3 separate regions of the Hordeum vulgare genome follow, and all the other regions are linked to region 2. A link is a contact called in public Hi-C data. All regions are on one chromosome and are shown on one strand. Each heading gives the region's core, a stretch centred on a gene start, on an enhancer-like site or on the middle of the called end of the contact. The rest is flanking DNA. Distances are from core to core; before and after follow the strand shown.

Region 1 (3,699 bases), core at 259-2,758, 260 kb after region 2:
CTACATCAACACGCTTCAACAATCTTCGGTGTTCAGGAGGCTTTGCAATGGGGAATCACCGCTGTTCAACTATATCGTCAACGACCGAGACTACAACATGGGATACTATCTTGCCGATGGCATCTATCCTCAGTGGGTTGCGTTTGAAGACCATATCCGAACCAGGGAGCAAAAAATAAAAGCACTTCGCATCAATGCATGAAGCAACTAGGAAGGACGTGGAGAGGGCATTCACAATGCTTCAAGCTTGTCGGAGAAATTGTTTGTGAGGCTGTAATGATGTGGAAATCAAAAACTTCGTGGCAGCTCATAATATGTTGTGTTATTTTGCACAATATGATTGTCGAGGACGAGGGTGATGATGTAGCCCAAACCAATAACTTTGAAGCACCGGAAGAACAAGTTGAAATCCCAAAAAATCCACATGCATCTCAACTTATGAACTTTGTGCATATGCATTAGAATCTCCGAGATCACGAGGTGCACGCGTAACTACTTAATGATCTTGTAAAACATATGTGAACCCACAATCAAATCTAAAAAGCAAATGTTTAATTGTCCACTTAAAATAAATTTGATGTAACACTATTTATGTACGATACCTATATTTGTTATTTACGAGTGACAATGGCTTGTGTGATCGACGCGCTGTTTTGGTTTTCGGGTTGTAATTCTTCTCGCCCCAGGCCGAGATGGCCGAATTTCGATCATTTTCAAAAACTTCGGGTGAAATTTGATCAAAATTTGATTGAAATTTGACCAAAATTTGTCAAAGTTGACAAAAATAATTCTTTTCAGCCGATAGATATTTGTTGCCCGAGGTCGGGATGACTGAAATTCGGCCTAAATTCATTTTTGTCGACGAAATTGAGAACACAGAATCGACGTGCATGATTTGCATGGATTTTAAAGTCTGAATTGAAGATGTGAATGCGAGGAACAAAACATGAAAGTCTTCCGAATGCGTCCGCGAACGTGTCCACACAACATATAAGGGCCGTGTTTGCCCATTCCCCGGTCCGGCTGCCGATGCTCTTGGTTTCAATTTTATCCAAAATCTCATATTGTCATTTATTAGGAGGATCTGAGCCATTTACGATAATTGTGCTAGAGTTGCTCTTAAAGGGTGTTTGGATCCAAGAGACTAAAACTAGTCTGACTAAAACTAGTCTCTTTAAGAAGTTAAAGTTTCAAGCACCCCTGACTAAAAAAAGGCTAAAACTAGTCTTAAGGCTAAAATCTTTTAGCCAGGGGTACCCCTACTAGAATGTGCATTAGTCTTCTCTCTCCTCATTTAACTCCTCATGCAAGTTCTGGATTGAAGGGTTTGGAGGATAATAAATGTTCATTAACTTGATTTTAGTTTTATTTAGTATTTTGGATCCAAGCATGGGTGAGACTAGCAAGTTTTAGTCTCATTACTTTTAGTTATGAAACTAAAACGTATCAAGCATCCTCATAGTAGCTCGTATACTAATATCTTTAATATGGTATTCTGATTAACTATTTCACAACAACCAACTAAAGTACCAAGCTAGCGATAGTCATTCCACCATCCCTTTGTGTGCAGTCTGCACCAACCTCCGTGCTTTTATCCATCTATTAATCCACCACCTCAAGCTCCAAGATTTCACTCTCACTAGCAGAATCCACCCGCTATCCTATCATGGCTCCTCACGCCGCTGTCCTCCTCTCCCTCCTCCTGCTCACCACCTGCGCGGCGGACACGCATCTCCACTTCTTCCTCCACGACGTGGTCTCCGGGAGCAACCCGACGGCGGTGCAGATCATCAAGGGCCCGGCCTCGTCGTCCAACGCCTTCCCGGGCATGGCCTTCGGCGACACGACCGTCATCGACGACGCGCTGACGGAGACCTCGTCGCCGACGTCGGCGCCCGTGGGGCGCGCGCAGGGGTTCTACATGATGTCGTCGCAGTCGGGCATGGTGCTGATGATGTGCGTGAACTTTCTGCTCACCACGGGGGACTACAACGGCAGCACGCTCGCCGTCATCGGCCGCGACGACATCATGACCACCACGCGGGAGCTCTCCGTGGTGGGCGGCACGGGGAAGTTCCGGATGGCGACGGGGTACGTGCTGTGGAAGACCAACAGTTCGAAAGGCGCCGACGCCACCATCGAGCTCGACGTCTACACCACCGCCCTCAACGGCACCACCACCATCGACGCCAACGCGCCAGTCTCCCCCATCGACGGGGGCGGCGGCGGTACGGCCGGCGGGGCCACCGGGAAGTCGTCATCGGGCGCGGCGGCGCTGAGGGGAGCAGTACCTTACGGGTGGGCCAACGCGTGGGTAGCCGCCGTCCTTGTAGCTCTGGCTGGTTGCGTTTGGTGAGCAGCTCGATTTCGATACACCATGAATCTGAGTGGGTGCGAGTGGGGTCCATACATACAACGGAATAGATCTTGATTGGGCGTGAGGCGTTGGTCGGTGTAGTGGTGTGGTTGGTGATGATGGGGTGGGTGGTTTCTTGTCGCTGTTCGGGTTGGGGTTGGTGATGTGCACATGATTGCGCATCTCCATGCGTGAGCGTGAGAGGTTACTTTCTGGCTACTACGTACATCCATTTGATTATTACCTAGAAGAACCGATTCTCACACTTTTATATATGGCGTTTTTATTGGTTGTCATGGCATCAATAGCTAGCTTCAGCATCTTGCAATGCTTTCCCTTCTTTTGGTCCACCTAAAGGAATGGCGATGCAATGCGCATAATTTCCCTTTTTCTTTCTAGTTGGTATATGTCAAAGCTCGATTACTATAGGGACGTGTTTTTTTAGAACGAAGGCTTGACAGAAAGGCGGGCTTTGAATTAACAAAGTCATGAACCGGCCAATAATAATATCACACAACACCTTATAGAGAAAAGAAAAAAAAACATGGCTACTTGACAGCTTACAAACATCAACTACACCAAGCACTACAACACAATGGAAAAACAAAGCCCTGCTTGATGTCGGTGATGCTCCATGCCGTGCAACGTGCATCATACATGGAGCGGAACCCTGAAGAAGATGAAACCCTGAAGAAGATGAAACCCGACAGAGGGAGGGAGCATGCCCTCATCTACACAAGAGAGGTGAGCAGAAACAACCACCCGGAAACCATCTCCGAAGCGGACCCCTGCCCCTCATCCTGGCTCGATGGACGCCATGCCATCAAAAGATGGATAAGCTCACCCTAGACCTAGAATAGATGTTAGGCACGAACTACCATCAGAGATACTCATCCCCGCCCCCAGCTGAGTCCTCGCCTTAGAGGAGCCATACCTACACGCATAGAGCAACATACACGAAGAGATGAAGTCGTTGGGATCGAAGGTGCTGAGGAAGGAAGCGAGGAACCAACAAACTCTTGCATCAAGTGCAACAGGGTCAAGGACAAGCCCGCAAAGAGCAGCAACACGTGCACTCCGTCGTCTATGTGCATCTGTAGAAGAGGGGTGGAACCCGATCCACTTCTAGCCCTAATGAAAGGGCGCCGACCCATCGGCAAGCAAACCAGCACGACAAAAACATGGAACGTCCAAAGAAGATGCTCGATCGCCAATCGCCCGACGAAGCACAACACTGATGCGACAAATCGGACCACGCGGACATCGATTCTCCCATCCCCGAAAAAGAACGTCCTCGCAACTCTAGAACCACCAGGGTTGCACCTCTAGGAAGGCCACGACGA
Region 2 (3,637 bases), core at 185-2,684:
GCACAATCGCCAAGAGCCAACACCTCTAGGCTGTTGAAACCCCCAATGCCAATGTCAGGCAGCTCCTCACCGCCGAAATTCTTGGTGAGAATCAGTGTAGTGAGGTTTTCACACCGGCGCAGCACGGTAAGCGCCCCTGAGATGTTGTGCAAGCTGTTGTTGGACAAGGAGAGCATGGAGAGCGATCTGAGACGACCGTAATCCTCGGGCAATTGCCCCATCAATTTGTTCCTGGCAAGGCTGAGTGACTTGAGGTTACCGCAATCCGCCAAGCTAACCGGGAGTGTTCCATTCAGGTGGTTTGTTGCGAGGTCAACAGAAGCAAGCAGTGGCATACCAGAGAAGTTGACATGAGTAATTGGACCGGACAGGGAGTTGTTCCGGAGGTTGAGGTCGCGTAGGGATGACAAGGACGACAACGATGGCGGTAGCGACCCTGAGAAGCCATTGGAGTGGGCGGTGAAATGCTCTAGCGACCTTAGGTCGCGGAACACGTCCGGGAGCCGACCAGAGAAGCGGTTGACGGATAAATCCAGCAGGGTGAGGTTTTTTAGCTCGCGGAGGCGCGAGGTCACCTGGCCGGCGAGCCCATTGGAGGCGAGGGAGAGCTTGTGCAGTCCGGTGAGGCCGAAGAGCTCGGCAGGGAGGGCGCCGGAGAAGGAGTTTGCGCCGAGGAAGAGCTCCTGGAGCGTGGCGGCGCAGGGCGGCGGGTTGGCGGACGAGGGGAGTGAGCCGGTGAGGCGGTTGACGGAGAGGTCGAGCACCCGCAGGGCCGGCGCGCCGGCGCATAGGTCGGGCCCGAGCGCGCCGGAGAGGGAGTTATTGCTGGCATTGAAGGCAACCAGACCCGGGAGCGCGGCGAGGTCGGGGATCGAGCCGACGAGCAGATTCGCGGAGAGGTCGGCGGCGCGGAGGCCGGCGAGGCCCGCGACGGCGGATACGCCACCGGAGAGAGCGTTGCGGCTGAGGTCGAGCTCCGCGAGCCGCGGGAGCCCGGCAAGGGCGTCTCCCGGGAAGGGACCCGCGAGCCCCCGGCCGGGGAGCCGAAGCTTGGTGACGCGTCCACGGACGCCGTCGCAGCCCACGCCTTCCCAGGCGCAGCACGAGCCGCCGCGACCGGACCACGCGGCGCGGAGGAGAATGTCCCCTCCGGCGGTGAGGTTCCCGGCGAAGGCCCGCAGCGCGCGGAGGTCGTCCGGGTGGCACGCCGCCGCCCCGGCCGGCAAGAGAAGCGAGGACAGGGTCAGGAAGAGGGGCAGAAGGCAGCATTTCCCCATGGATTCAGCCTAGCAATTGCAAGAGGTCAGAGAGAAACCATCTGGGGAGGGGGGAGGAGCGGAGTGGAGTGGAGGGGGGAGTAACGACTCGAGTGGTTCGAAGCAGAAGCAGCAGCAATTATGTGATGTGATGTGATCTGATGCGAGGCGGAGTAGGCGCGAGTCGAGCCAGACTCCAAAGTCCACTCTACTCCACACTTCCACACACACCCTCTCGTCCTCGGGGACAGCAGAGAGGCTTTGCGTCCCCGTTCCGTTTCCGTTTCTTTCTCTTCTCTGGGCGTGAGCTGGTAAACGGGAGGGGGTGTGTGGGTTGGGAAGTTCCGTGGGTTGGCAGCAGCCAGCAGCAGTGCCCTGCCCATCAAAAACTACCGCATTCAGGTCTCCACAGGGCGATCTAGAGCACTGACGTATTAACTTTTTACGGAGGAGCTCTGAAGATTTTATTAAGAGAAAAAAAACAAATACGAAATGACCCGATTTATAAAAAAACAAACTATTCCCTCCATGAGGGCCGGGCCGGTAAAATCCAAGTCCATGTGCTAAAGTAAAAAAAGGCCCTATCTCACTATAAAAAAAATTAACTAACGAGTAATTATAATGTATATATATTTCGTAGAATTTTTTATAATATATATATTATAGTATCTTACATAATAATTGGATATATAAAAAACCAAACCTATTCAACTCCCATTGCGTAATATGTATTTAAACAATATTATTTTTTTAGTATTCTTTAAAATAAAATCATCAATGACATCCGCGTAAAAATGGACTCCTCCTCCCACCACCCTCCCCTCCACCCACGGCACCTCCTAGCCACTCTCATCGCCGGTGATCTCCATGGATCTCCCTACTAGATTACTAGGATGGATTCTCTCATCGCATGGGATTTCTCCTATGGCCAGAAGGTGGCTGCACAGGTGCATTGTCGGTTCAAATCTCCGGTCCACTTCGATGGATCTCTTTCTTCTTCGGCTTTCTTCTTGGTGGTGGCATTCAAATTCGCCTCCTTCCGTCTGGATGTGGAGTCTGTTGCCATGGCTCTATGTTCTTGCCTGGGTGGCAATATTAAGAAGTTGGACGTTCAAATTTTAAGTGATAACAGATTCAGATTCTCCGTTTCATCAAATTGTGTGGGGCATTTCATTCACTCTCTGGTGGGTTTTTCGGCTCCGGAGTTCTACTCTAATTTCCATTTGTTTCGAGGTACTCCCATCTCCTCCTCGGTTTTTGATCGCATTGTAGATCCAAACTGGAATTCTCCTCGAGGCAGATCCCATGCAAAGCAAAAATACCTACGCAATGTTCCAGCTTTCATCTCTAATGGCGTGCATGGACATCAACGTCCTCCGGTGGCGGCTGGCTCAACTTGTCGGTCCACAAATGCTTCTGGTTCGATCAATGGAGCTGCAAAATCATGGCTAAATTCTCTTTCAAAGGAAAATCTTAAGGAGATGGGATCTCAAACCAACATTTCTCCATCATCTTATAGAGATCCTCCTATTACACATTCCATTGATTCTCAGTTGGATCCCTCGTCTAAGACGCAAAGCCATGTTGATGAGCTTTCTTCAGTTAAAATTGGTGCTTTTTCGAACTTTTTCAATTGAAATCTTTTAAAGTGTTAGATTCACCTATGTGAAAGAGGTTTTTCAAAGGAAGAACTCGTCAACTTATGTCATATATGCCAGACATCAAATGGGAAGACATTCGTGAACTGATTTCTGTGGGGTATTCAAAATCAGAGATTATTTCTGTCATTTGTAAGTTCAAACTTGCATGCACTTCGTGTTTCAGTATGGGGCACTGCAAAAATTCTTGTATCAATGGGCCTAGATGCTTTATCTGCTTCGAGCTAGGTCATATCGCTGCGGGTTGTTCTGGCTACCGGTTTTCAAGCCAGAGAAGTATATCTCCAGTAAAAATCAGCGGTTTAAATGTTACTGGTTGCAACAACCTGATCTCAGCTACAAACTATGACCATTTTTGCCCTAGATGTCTACAATCGGGCCACTCATATCGCTCTTGCAAAAAAAAACCGAGATGCCAATTCTGTTTCTCGTATGGTCATTCTGTTGTTGGTTGTTGGAAAGTGAGATCCTCTGGGAAAGTAGTTTGGCAACAAAAACCAAATTCCTCTCATATTCCGCAACTCAAAGCTCCTCATGTTTCTTCCCCTTTAGTTGACCTCACCGTTGCTACCTTGGAGCCTTCCCCGCCTCCATCGTCGGTGATGGCAAACTTCACGTGTAATCCGTTTGCTTTCCTGCCATCGGGCGTCTCCATCGAGCAAGGACCAGCTGATCGCAAGGTTAGGGCAGATATGGCTCTCAGCGCCACTCCACCTCTCTGCA
Region 3 (3,565 bases), core at 975-3,474, 450 kb after region 2:
AAGGTCATGACCACTTTCAGAACTGAACTGGCGCCTTAATAAATTTCATGCACGTCTGGAACTAGCAGTTGGATTTCCCGGTCTAATTTATAGCAATTGGACGCATAAGGCAATTTACCTGGCATAAATATTCACCCAAAATTACAATGCACATCCTACATTGGCATTAAATTTCTAGGCTCACAAATACAAAGTGCTCAGAAAGCCATCTCAACTTTCCAAAGTTCCCAAACATAAACAAATGTTTGTGCTCATCCCAAAATCGCATAGTTTCAAGCATGGAAAAATAGCGGGCTATAGCACCTGTATAACATTTTAGACGAGCTCCCGCTACAGCGATGCGGTTTCTACTGCTACTGCAGCTACGCCCACTGAAGCACGGCTAACCTCTGCTAAATACCATAGCAGTTGGAGGAGCTTAGCGCCGCTATTCCAAATTTGCCAGTCAGAATGCTAGAAAAGAAGCCCGCGCCAGTTTCCATCATGCAGCGGCCCAAAACACAATCGATAAACCAGCACCAATGATTAGAAAGACTAGACTAACCATTCCCCTCTCTTCTGCACCCAAAAGACTGTGGGTCTGAGGAGGCTGCATACTGCGGCTGCTACACCTGAGGCTGCAACTAGCAGTGAGTGCCCACATAGGACTCTGGCCTTCACTGACACCATGACAAATATTTATGAGTTTACAAATTTACATCTCTAAATATACTAAGCTCCCTAGAAATGTAGCTCTCTGGTGCATCGTGGACGGATTGGACGAGTGGGTCCCGGTTGTAAGAGTGTGTTCGTTGTTTTTAGCAGCTTAGATCCATCTATTGGGGAGGCATTTGGCCCACTGGGTGCAAGAAAAACGCGTTTGATACCATACACAGGCTTGCACTCTCACGAACCTTAAAGCAGCCCAAACTAGGAACGCTCGAATATGCCGTTTCCAGCGAGCTAGGCTGAGTCAAGTGCAGAAGGGCGCATGGCATACGAGGCGGTGCAGGGAGGAATAGGCGTGGAGATGGCGGAAGACCAAAATCCGCCGACCCAGGATGGTACAAAATCATGCATCCCCCCCCCCCCAACACACACACACACAAACACACACACTTACTCGCTCACCTCTAGCGGTAGGACAAACCCAACATCAGTTCTTGGCAGCGGCGGCGAATCAGATCAGAGGAAGCGAAGGCGGCGACTTCAATCTTCGGCAGCGGGACTTGCTTCTCCCCTTCGTCTTCGACTCTGTCTCGTCCTCCTTGTTTCATCTAAATGTGGTGAAATTCCTGATTTCTAGACCATATATGACATGTTTTTTTCTACAAACCGCTAGATAGTTTAGGTTCCTCTAGCTCGCTGTAGCTATTATAGCTTCTGGGAAGGCCGCCGCTAAACTATTTAGCCCGCTACTTAATACCTTAACTTTTCAAGTCAAGAACAAGGGCAACTCAGCAGCGATGAAAAACAAGCATGACGAAACCCAATCATAACCCCTCACTGTATGTGCCCACGCTGCAGTCCTAAATACTACAATTTCCCACGAATTAGTTGCTGCAGGAAGAGCTCTACATAGAAAAGCTGACAACTTTGATCCTCGCGGACACAACTATTTGATGCCCTATTGTGGCCAGGTAAGTATTTGATGCGTACCTGCTTCATCCGGCCGTGGCCCTTCTGGCGGCAGAACTCGAGGTAGCGGAACCAGAGGTCGAGGTCGCCCTTGAACCTGACGGTGGCCATCCTGTAGACGTCGAGGACGCGGAGGACTCCCGCGAAGTCGGAGATGGACTTGGCCCACTTCTTCTTCTTCCTCCTCCTCTTTTTGCCATCCTCGTTTGTGTCCTTGTCCTCGTCGGAGTGGGTAGGGTTGGGCGTGGCGCGTATGATGGCGCGCTTGCGCAGGTCGCGGAGCGCGTCAACGCGGAGCAGGTAGGCGATGTAGTCGAGGAAGTCGGCCTTGCGCGGGGAGTGACGGCGGAGGCGGAACTCGAAGTCGCGGCGGCGGCGCACGACCTCGGCGAGCTCGGCGCGGGTGAAGAGGCCCCGGCGCTCGAGGTCGTCGAGCTCATCGGACATCCGCTCGAGGCGGTACTGCACCGCGTCCGCCATCTCGGCGCTGGCGCGGTGGAGCTGATGCTAGGGTTTAGGGTTTTGGTTGCGGCGTGGAGGGTGGGGAGGGGAGGGCCGCCACGGCAACGAGGATGGTAGAGAAAAGAGTGAGAGGGGGTGGTCGCGCCGTCGCTGTGGGAGAGGGGATGGTGTCTGTTGAGCGGGCTGCTGGGCTGAGGCAACGCAAGTTGGGTCAAACTTCGGGCCCTTGGTGGGCTAGCCACTTGAGGCCATTTCTTATTTTTACTCGCACCATTTTGCAACAACAAAAAATGCAAACCCCTTTATTAAGTGGCAATCAAAATAGCATCATTTACAAGCACAGGGGCAATGGCAGTAGGTGCCTCATCAAACCAGGTACCACGTGGATAAAACCTAGCAATCCTCGCCAATTCATGTGCTACATAATTTTCTTCTTTATGACATTGTTTGTAGTGGATTTGTGATAGATCGAGCCATATGATAACAATCGTCGAAAATAGCAGCACACAATCCCGAGAAAGTACCACCATCTTGCATTGCGGCGATTACATCAGAATTGATGATTAACCTAGAGCATTCGAATGACTGGGCAAGATTCAGACCAAAGCGAAGAGCAGTAGCTTCAACCATGAGAACATCCACACAAACCCCTAGATTATTGTTCCCTGCCGCCAAGAACTTTCCGGAACTGTCACGTAATACAGCACCCACAATGGCTCGGAGTGAATCACTATCATAAGCAACATCCACGTTAAGTTTTACAAAGCCAGCACTAGGGCGAGTCCATATGATCCTTTTCACCTTTGCCTTAGGCTTATAGGCTGCTGAAAAGTTGTATGTCACAGCTCGGATAGCAGAGATTATTTGTAGGTTGCTGCGTTTGCTCGTCGTGTACCAACTTTGTTCTTTCCCACCATAAGTACCAGACCGCAACAGCCATGAGATGGTCTGATCTAACTTGCCCAAGGACACGTGTTTCGTCTGCATGAAGACAAAGGAGATATTCAAGCATCGCCTCGCCCACATGATCCACTTTACAAGCATGCTCAATAGCATCTTCAAATCCCAAACCCAACCAAACCTGTCTAGTTTTCTGACATTGGAAAAGCATATGTTTAACGCTCTCAGACAACTCGCAGGCTGGGCATTTTGTACTTACCTTCATATGTCTATCAGCTAGGGTTACAACGGCATGGCAGGGTACCATGAAGAGCTCTCCAAAGGAAAAAATCCACCTTGGCAGGGTAACCCAGTTTCCACACAACATCCCAAATTGGGTTTATATTCACGGACTAGGACGATATGTTGCAGCCCTTGATAAATATTTATCATTCCATACTGCATAGTAAGCCGACCTAACCGAAAAGGCTCCAGTTTTTGTGAGGTTCCAAGCAACAAAATCTGTCATATCATATGATGGTAGCGGGATAAAGAGGATACAAATCACATCCACCGGCCAAAAAATCTGCTCAACTAGTTGTATAAT

The links. Hi-C and Micro-C count contacts between places; a contact is called where the count stands out from the background.
Region 1: a contact with region 2 is called in a Hi-C map of seedling, with 2.2 times the contacts expected there. The contact joins the promoter of LOC123430123 here to the promoter of LOC123426367 in region 2.
Region 3: a Hi-C map of seedling shows a contact between it and region 2, with 3 times the contacts expected there. The contact joins the promoter of LOC123426368 here to the promoter of LOC123426367 in region 2. A contact is called at or near these places in 1 of 6 Hi-C or Micro-C datasets (seedling) and 1 of 1 datasets of contacts at active chromatin or transcription factors (embryo).

The regions. Positions count from the first base shown.
Region 1 is chr2H:383,315,610-383,319,308 of MorexV3_pseudomolecules_assembly, forward strand. LOC123430123 (dirigent protein 1-like) reads left to right here and starts at 1,509. Exons shown (of 1, transcript XM_045114026.1): 1 at 1,509-2,647. The coding sequence starts at 1,667. The coding sequence ends at 2,356.
Region 2 is chr2H:383,052,087-383,055,723 of MorexV3_pseudomolecules_assembly, forward strand. It overlaps LOC123426367 (phytosulfokine receptor 2), which reads right to left and starts at 1,435. Exons shown (of 1, transcript XM_045110178.1): 1 at 1-1,435. The coding sequence starts at 1,277.
Region 3 is chr2H:383,496,789-383,500,353 of MorexV3_pseudomolecules_assembly, forward strand. LOC123426368 (U3 small nucleolar RNA-associated protein 6 homolog) reads right to left here and starts at 2,225. Exons shown (of 6, transcript XM_045110179.1): 1 at 1,639-2,225. The coding sequence starts at 2,097.